Regions from separate parts of the Pan troglodytes genome. Here region 1 is linked to region 2. The links are chromatin contacts, called in public Hi-C maps. All regions are on one chromosome and are shown on one strand. The core of a region is the stretch at or near the end of the contact, and the rest is flanking DNA. Distances in the headings are between cores, read along the strand shown. Region 1 overlaps LOC112205572 (serine/threonine-protein kinase Nek4-like). Region 2 holds the start of SNURF (SNRPN upstream open reading frame).

What was found. A called contact is a pair of places that touch in the nucleus more often than the background predicts.
Region 1: a contact with region 2 is called in a Hi-C map of induced pluripotent stem cells, with 2.8 times the contacts expected there. The contact joins the enhancer-like site here to the promoter of SNURF in region 2. A contact is called at or near these places in 1 of 7 Hi-C or Micro-C datasets (induced pluripotent stem cells) and 1 of 1 datasets of contacts at active chromatin or transcription factors (stem cell-derived excitatory neurons).

Annotation. Positions count from the first base shown.
Region 1 is chr16:10,767,908-10,770,607 of NHGRI_mPanTro3-v2.0_pri, forward strand. The region is part of intron 13 of LOC112205572 (serine/threonine-protein kinase Nek4-like); the gene reads right to left. Among named protein-coding and RNA genes, the nearest start is that of NPAP1, 97 kb to the right of the region's middle. Within about 2 kb of position 1,449, at least 12 of the 24 cell types and tissues checked have an H3K27ac peak or open chromatin away from gene starts, as enhancers often do. A contact at or near this core is called in induced pluripotent stem cells, where this site is marked.
Region 2 is chr16:10,585,660-10,588,359 of NHGRI_mPanTro3-v2.0_pri, forward strand. It overlaps SNURF (SNRPN upstream open reading frame), which reads right to left and starts at 1,311. Exons shown (of 10, transcript NM_001110815.1): 1 at 1,202-1,311. The coding sequence starts at 1,215. It overlaps SNRPN (small nuclear ribonucleoprotein polypeptide N), which reads right to left and starts at 1,315. Exons shown (of 10, transcript NM_001256797.1): 1 at 1,202-1,315.

The sequences.
Region 1 (2,700 bases), core at 199-2,698, 180 kb after region 2:
AAAAGAGAAATGAAAATTAATATTTAAAAGAAAGGGTATAAAATCATGGTCTGTGCAACGTTTATGAAAAGACAGTGTTGCATAAACACTAAGGTATTTTTATGGGAAAAAGAAACAAAACTTAGGTTAAAACAAAGTTAATACGGCCGAGCGCGGTGGCTCACGCCTGTAATCCCAGTACTTTGGGAGGCCGAGGCGAGCGGATCACGAGGTCAGCAGATCGAGACCATCCTGGCTAACATGGTGAAACTCCGTCTCCATTAAAATTAAAAAAATTAGCCGGGCGTGATGTCGGGCGCCTGTAGTCCCAGTTACTCGGGAGGCTGAGGTAGGAGAATAGCGTGAACGCGGGAGGCGGAGCTTGCAGTGAGCCGAGATCGCACCACTGCACTCCAGCCTGGGCGACAGAGCGAGACTCCGTCTTGAAAAAAAAAAAAAAGAAAAAACCAAAAACAAAGTTAATACAGGAGCAAGAACCAAAACAATGATAGGAAGCCTAAAAAGGAAAATGTTTACGGGTAAAACGCAGGTTAAAGGTTTTCTGCGGCACAAACGCCAGATAGGAGACTCCTAGCAGACGCCATAAGCCGAACAGACTCGCCCGGAAACGGAAACGGTGACGGGAGACCAGCGTCATCCACGCCACCGGAGCCGCGCAGGCGCGCAGTGGATCGGCTCCTGCCGGCCACCGTCTTCCCCCTCTGTCATGTGACCTTCCCACAGCGCACTGCGGGCTGTTTCGCTGCGCCGAACAATGGCGCATTTCTTGCCACCATCCCTGTGAGATCGGAGTAGCTGGGCTTTGCGGCACAGCTCGCTCCGACAGACGGTCGGGACCCCGGCCCCGCCACGTATACTTGAGCGAATACGTCCGACATCTATATCACATTAGAAAACATTGAAAGAGTAATAACCAGTTAAGGCTGTAATCTAAGAAATTACATTCATCTTATGAACTGTAGTGCTACCAAAGAGGAGCGTGATGTATATGGAAACACACGGTGCCGGGTTTAATGTGACAGTGCAAAATCAGCTGAACTCGTTTTACAGTCACATCCGAAGTATGATTCCGTGCATAGTAACACACTCCTATACATCCATGTTTGTAAATGAAATCAATTAGCGTAATGGGATTCACTTCGACCTTTTAACCCTTGCGTTAAATGACAGGAAATGTGGTCTTGGGCCAGGATTCCCTGAGTCTTTACTGGGAATGGTTACCAATTGCATTTCACCCCTAACCCCTGCAGCAATTATGAATTATGTTTCAGTTTTTAAACGAATATAAGAAAAATCCTACTCAAATGAACACAGCAGTTCCTGGATGCTGGGCCGCCATCTGTTTTGTTTTGTGTTTTTTTTTTCCTCTCCTGAATTTATTAAAGCTGCCATCAGCCCCCCTTTCTGTTGATGCTAGATGGCGCTGTGAGCACAGGGGTCCCTCATGCCCAAAAACTACAGTATAGCAGGTACTTCTGCAATGCAAGTAAGGAGGGGTTTAGGCGTGAAAGCAATCTATGCTTGGTACTGAAATTCGTTTTCTAGGTGGAAAGTTCCTTTTCTGATTTCCTATTTTTCACAGGGAGGTCCAACTGAGTCAAGAGAAGCTTCTACCTTGAAAATACTAAAATTTTGTGTGGACTCTTTTCCAGGACTTTAGGTTGTCTATTTTCATCACCCATAACTTTTTCTTTGCCAATGCAGGGGCTGAGCCTCAACCCCACATAATTTCTTAAAAATCTAGCCCTGACATAGATTTGTAACTTCCTTCATGTGTTCTGAAATTGCTATTCTTGTGATGCCTCAAATATTTTGACTTGTATACATGTCGTGGTTTCTACATGAATACTAATCATTCTTTTGTCTTTCCCAGCTTAAATTTGCATCGTTTTTCAGCTACTTATTCATGTTTTCAATCTTAAATTACTTCCTGCAGGATACCTGCAGTGACCATTTAAATTAGTGTTGTATGCACATGCATTTTGTGGATTTCCACATAACTATGCAGCCTCTCTAATCTGATTTTTATTGCCTATATGTTCGAATATCAGCTTGACTGATGTCTCAAATATAGGAGAAATGTATGTTTGTTGTTCATTTGTCCATGCCTCACATGTAGCAATATATATACCACATGGTTGTCACTAGATTTTCTTAGTTTGCAAAAATGCATAGGTGAAAATCAACTGTCTTCCCTTATAGCGATAATGAAAAATTGAGCATTGAAGTTAAAATATATTTACAGCAGTATAAAAATGATATTCTTAGAGATAAATCTGGCAAAAATTGTACTCTGGGAATTAGGAAACACTGATGAGATTAGTTTTAAAAGATCTAAATAAATACAGCGATACACTAATTTCATGAATTGGAAGGTCAATATTAAGAGAGCGATTCTTACATTTTAATCTATGCATTCACTAAATCCTCAATCAACATCCCATTATGATTTTTTTTGTAGAAATTGACAAATAGATTCTAAAATTTGTATTAGAAAGTAAAAGTAGAATAGCCAAACACATTAAGAAAAGGAGGAACAATGTTGGGGTACTCACTTTACCTATTTCAAAATTTAATATAATGCAGTATTAGTACAGATAGTGTGCTTTGGTGTAAGGATATATATTTAGATAAATGAAACAGCTTAGCACCCAGAAATAGACCTACACGTATGTGGTTGGTAGATTTTTGACTCATGTT
Region 2 (2,700 bases), core at 61-2,560:
GAAACAATGAAAAAAAAGTAACCCCCAGGCATCACCCGGCCTATCAGTCAAAAGATCTGTAAATGCAAGTTCTGCACATCATTCCTGTCTTCTTATGCCATAGCCTCTAAAGCGAGGGTTCCTAAAGGGTACGCAAGGATTCCACGCATTTCTGCAGCCCCTGCGGCAGTGTAGGCGTTGCGCAGTTTTAATAAAAAAGCACCACCACCACAGTAGGCAAACCAGATGACCATCGCAGGTCGCAGGAAAATTAAAGGCTGCGGACTGTGCTACTGCCCCTTCTGATGCCCCCTCCTCGCCACAGCGATCATTCAGCGTCCCTTAGTCACTCCAGACAGCGACAGGCCCCGCGGCCGCCATGCCCACCGCCTCCATGCCATGCCCACCGCCTCCATGCCATGCCCACCGCCTCCATGCCATGCCCACCGCCGCCATGCCTACCGCCGCCAAAGCCCACCACCGCCATGCCTACCCGCTGCCAATGCCCACCGCCGCCAATACCCACTGCCGCCGCCTTCCCCCTACCTCCCAGCCACTTCCTACGGACTCTCCCCGCGCCGCGACCACCAACACAACCCCCACCACTGTCACACCGACTCATCCCCCTGGTCCACTGCCATAGCCTCCTCGCCTCGGTCACTGCGACGAATTCCCCCCCCCAGTCGCCCCACGTACCCTGCTCCACCACGCAGTGGTCACTATTATACACCTACCTGCGCTCAACACCCCCTAAATACCGATCACTTCACGTACCTTCGCCCCGCCACAGTCACTCCAATATACCTACCTCCGCCTAAAATCCCTATGCACTGGTCCCCCCACGTACCCTCGCCACACGGAACTGCAATCACCCTGATGTACCCACCTCCACCCATGTCCCTTGTCCACTGCGGTTACCCCGCATGCTCCCAGTCACCACCGCCCTTCCCACCGCAGACACCCGCAATAGGACCTGTCGCGACACCACAGTTGGGGGCGGATGGGTGACGCGCCCCAATGCAAGCGGACAGGATACCATCGGGGCAGAACGGCACAACAGCAAGCCTCTGAACATTCCGGATCTGGTTCTCCAGAACAAAGGACTTTAGGGCCCAAATTCCGCTTATTTAGTACTCCAAGTCCTGAAAACTTGGAATATCTGATGAATAAAAGTGGCCGCTCCCCAGGCTGTCTCTTGAGAGAAGCCACCGGCACAGCTGACCTTGCCCGCTCCATCGCGTCACTGACCGCTCCTCAGACAGATGCGTCAGGCATCTCCGGCGGCCGCTCCACTCTGCGCCAGACTCGCTGCAGCAGCGGCAGGCTTCGCACACATCCCCGCCTGAGCATGCGCGCCAGCCTGCCTCTGCGGCCGCGCAGGCGTGCTTGTTTGCCGCAGTGCAGGGGTCCCAGCTCCCTCCCTCACCGGAATGACCTGGGGGGAGGGGGCTACTGGACCCCCAGGGCCCCACAGCACTGTTGCATTGAGAGGGGGCCTCTAGAAACCATAAGCAACCTGGGATCAATGGACATGTCTACCTGTTTTTTAAAATGTGTAAAATACTAAAGAAATAATTCTTGGTTCTACAATAAATTTTTGCACACACCACTGGCCAAACAATCCTAATTTACACTCACTCTCAGGTCTTCCTACGTGCGGTACAAAAAAGCTGGTTTGGAAAAGTTAAATGCGCCATAACCACAATCAATGCAAATATGCCAGACTTGAAATCCTTCCAGAAGAAAATATCCCTAACTCTAAGAGCATGTTACATTGTTCAAATTTGGTGCGATTTTTCTACCCTTTTTCTACTTTCTACATTTTGAGGGGGTAAATTGTGAAAATTATCTCCCCCAAAATCACAATATAATTAAACTCTCCTATACGGAATGGATAGATCATTCAACTCAAAAACACTGGCTATTCAATTTTTGTAAAACAAAAATATGAACTTAGACCCCCACCTAAGATCTAAGTAGGAGAGCCTTTCTTTGCCTATTAGAATTGGATACATTAAAATTTTTACCAATAATCAATGATAGCTGGAGTGGGGAGAAACAGGCACTTTTATATAATACTAATGGACAAGTAAACATTATTTACGACATAATATTCTATCTGCAGAAATAACGGAAGCATCAGTAACTCCAAAATTTAGACGCTGATGTAGCTTGGGAAAAGACACTGCAGAAAAGAAGAAAATAATCCTGAAACTGCATCTGCATAGTTTTTACACACATTTGCCCTTTCTCAATTGCCCATTATCGAAGAAGGGAGGGTGATGTGAGTGGAGGTTGACTAAATGGTTAAATCCCCTCCCAAGCCCTGTAAGCTACTGCTCAGTTCCCAATGATCCTACATTAAAACAGGTGCGCAGAGGCTTATCAATGCTGACTTCTATCGTAACAAAATCTCAGAAACTGTGTAATGTTCCTCACAGAGAACAGATAGGCTAAATAAATAAACGTATATATAAACAATAACATGCAATATGGCTGATGGAAAAAATGATGTATTAGGCTGAATCATATAAAATTGTCAATATTGAATTGTTTTGACCTACAAAAACATTGCAATTTCTAATAGTTCATTGATACATATTCACATAAAATAACATGGGAAGTTGACTCTGATCACGGGAGTCAATCGAAAAATAAAATGTAGGCTGGGCACAGTGGCTTACGCCTGTAATCCCAGCACTTTGGGAGGCCGAGGTGGGC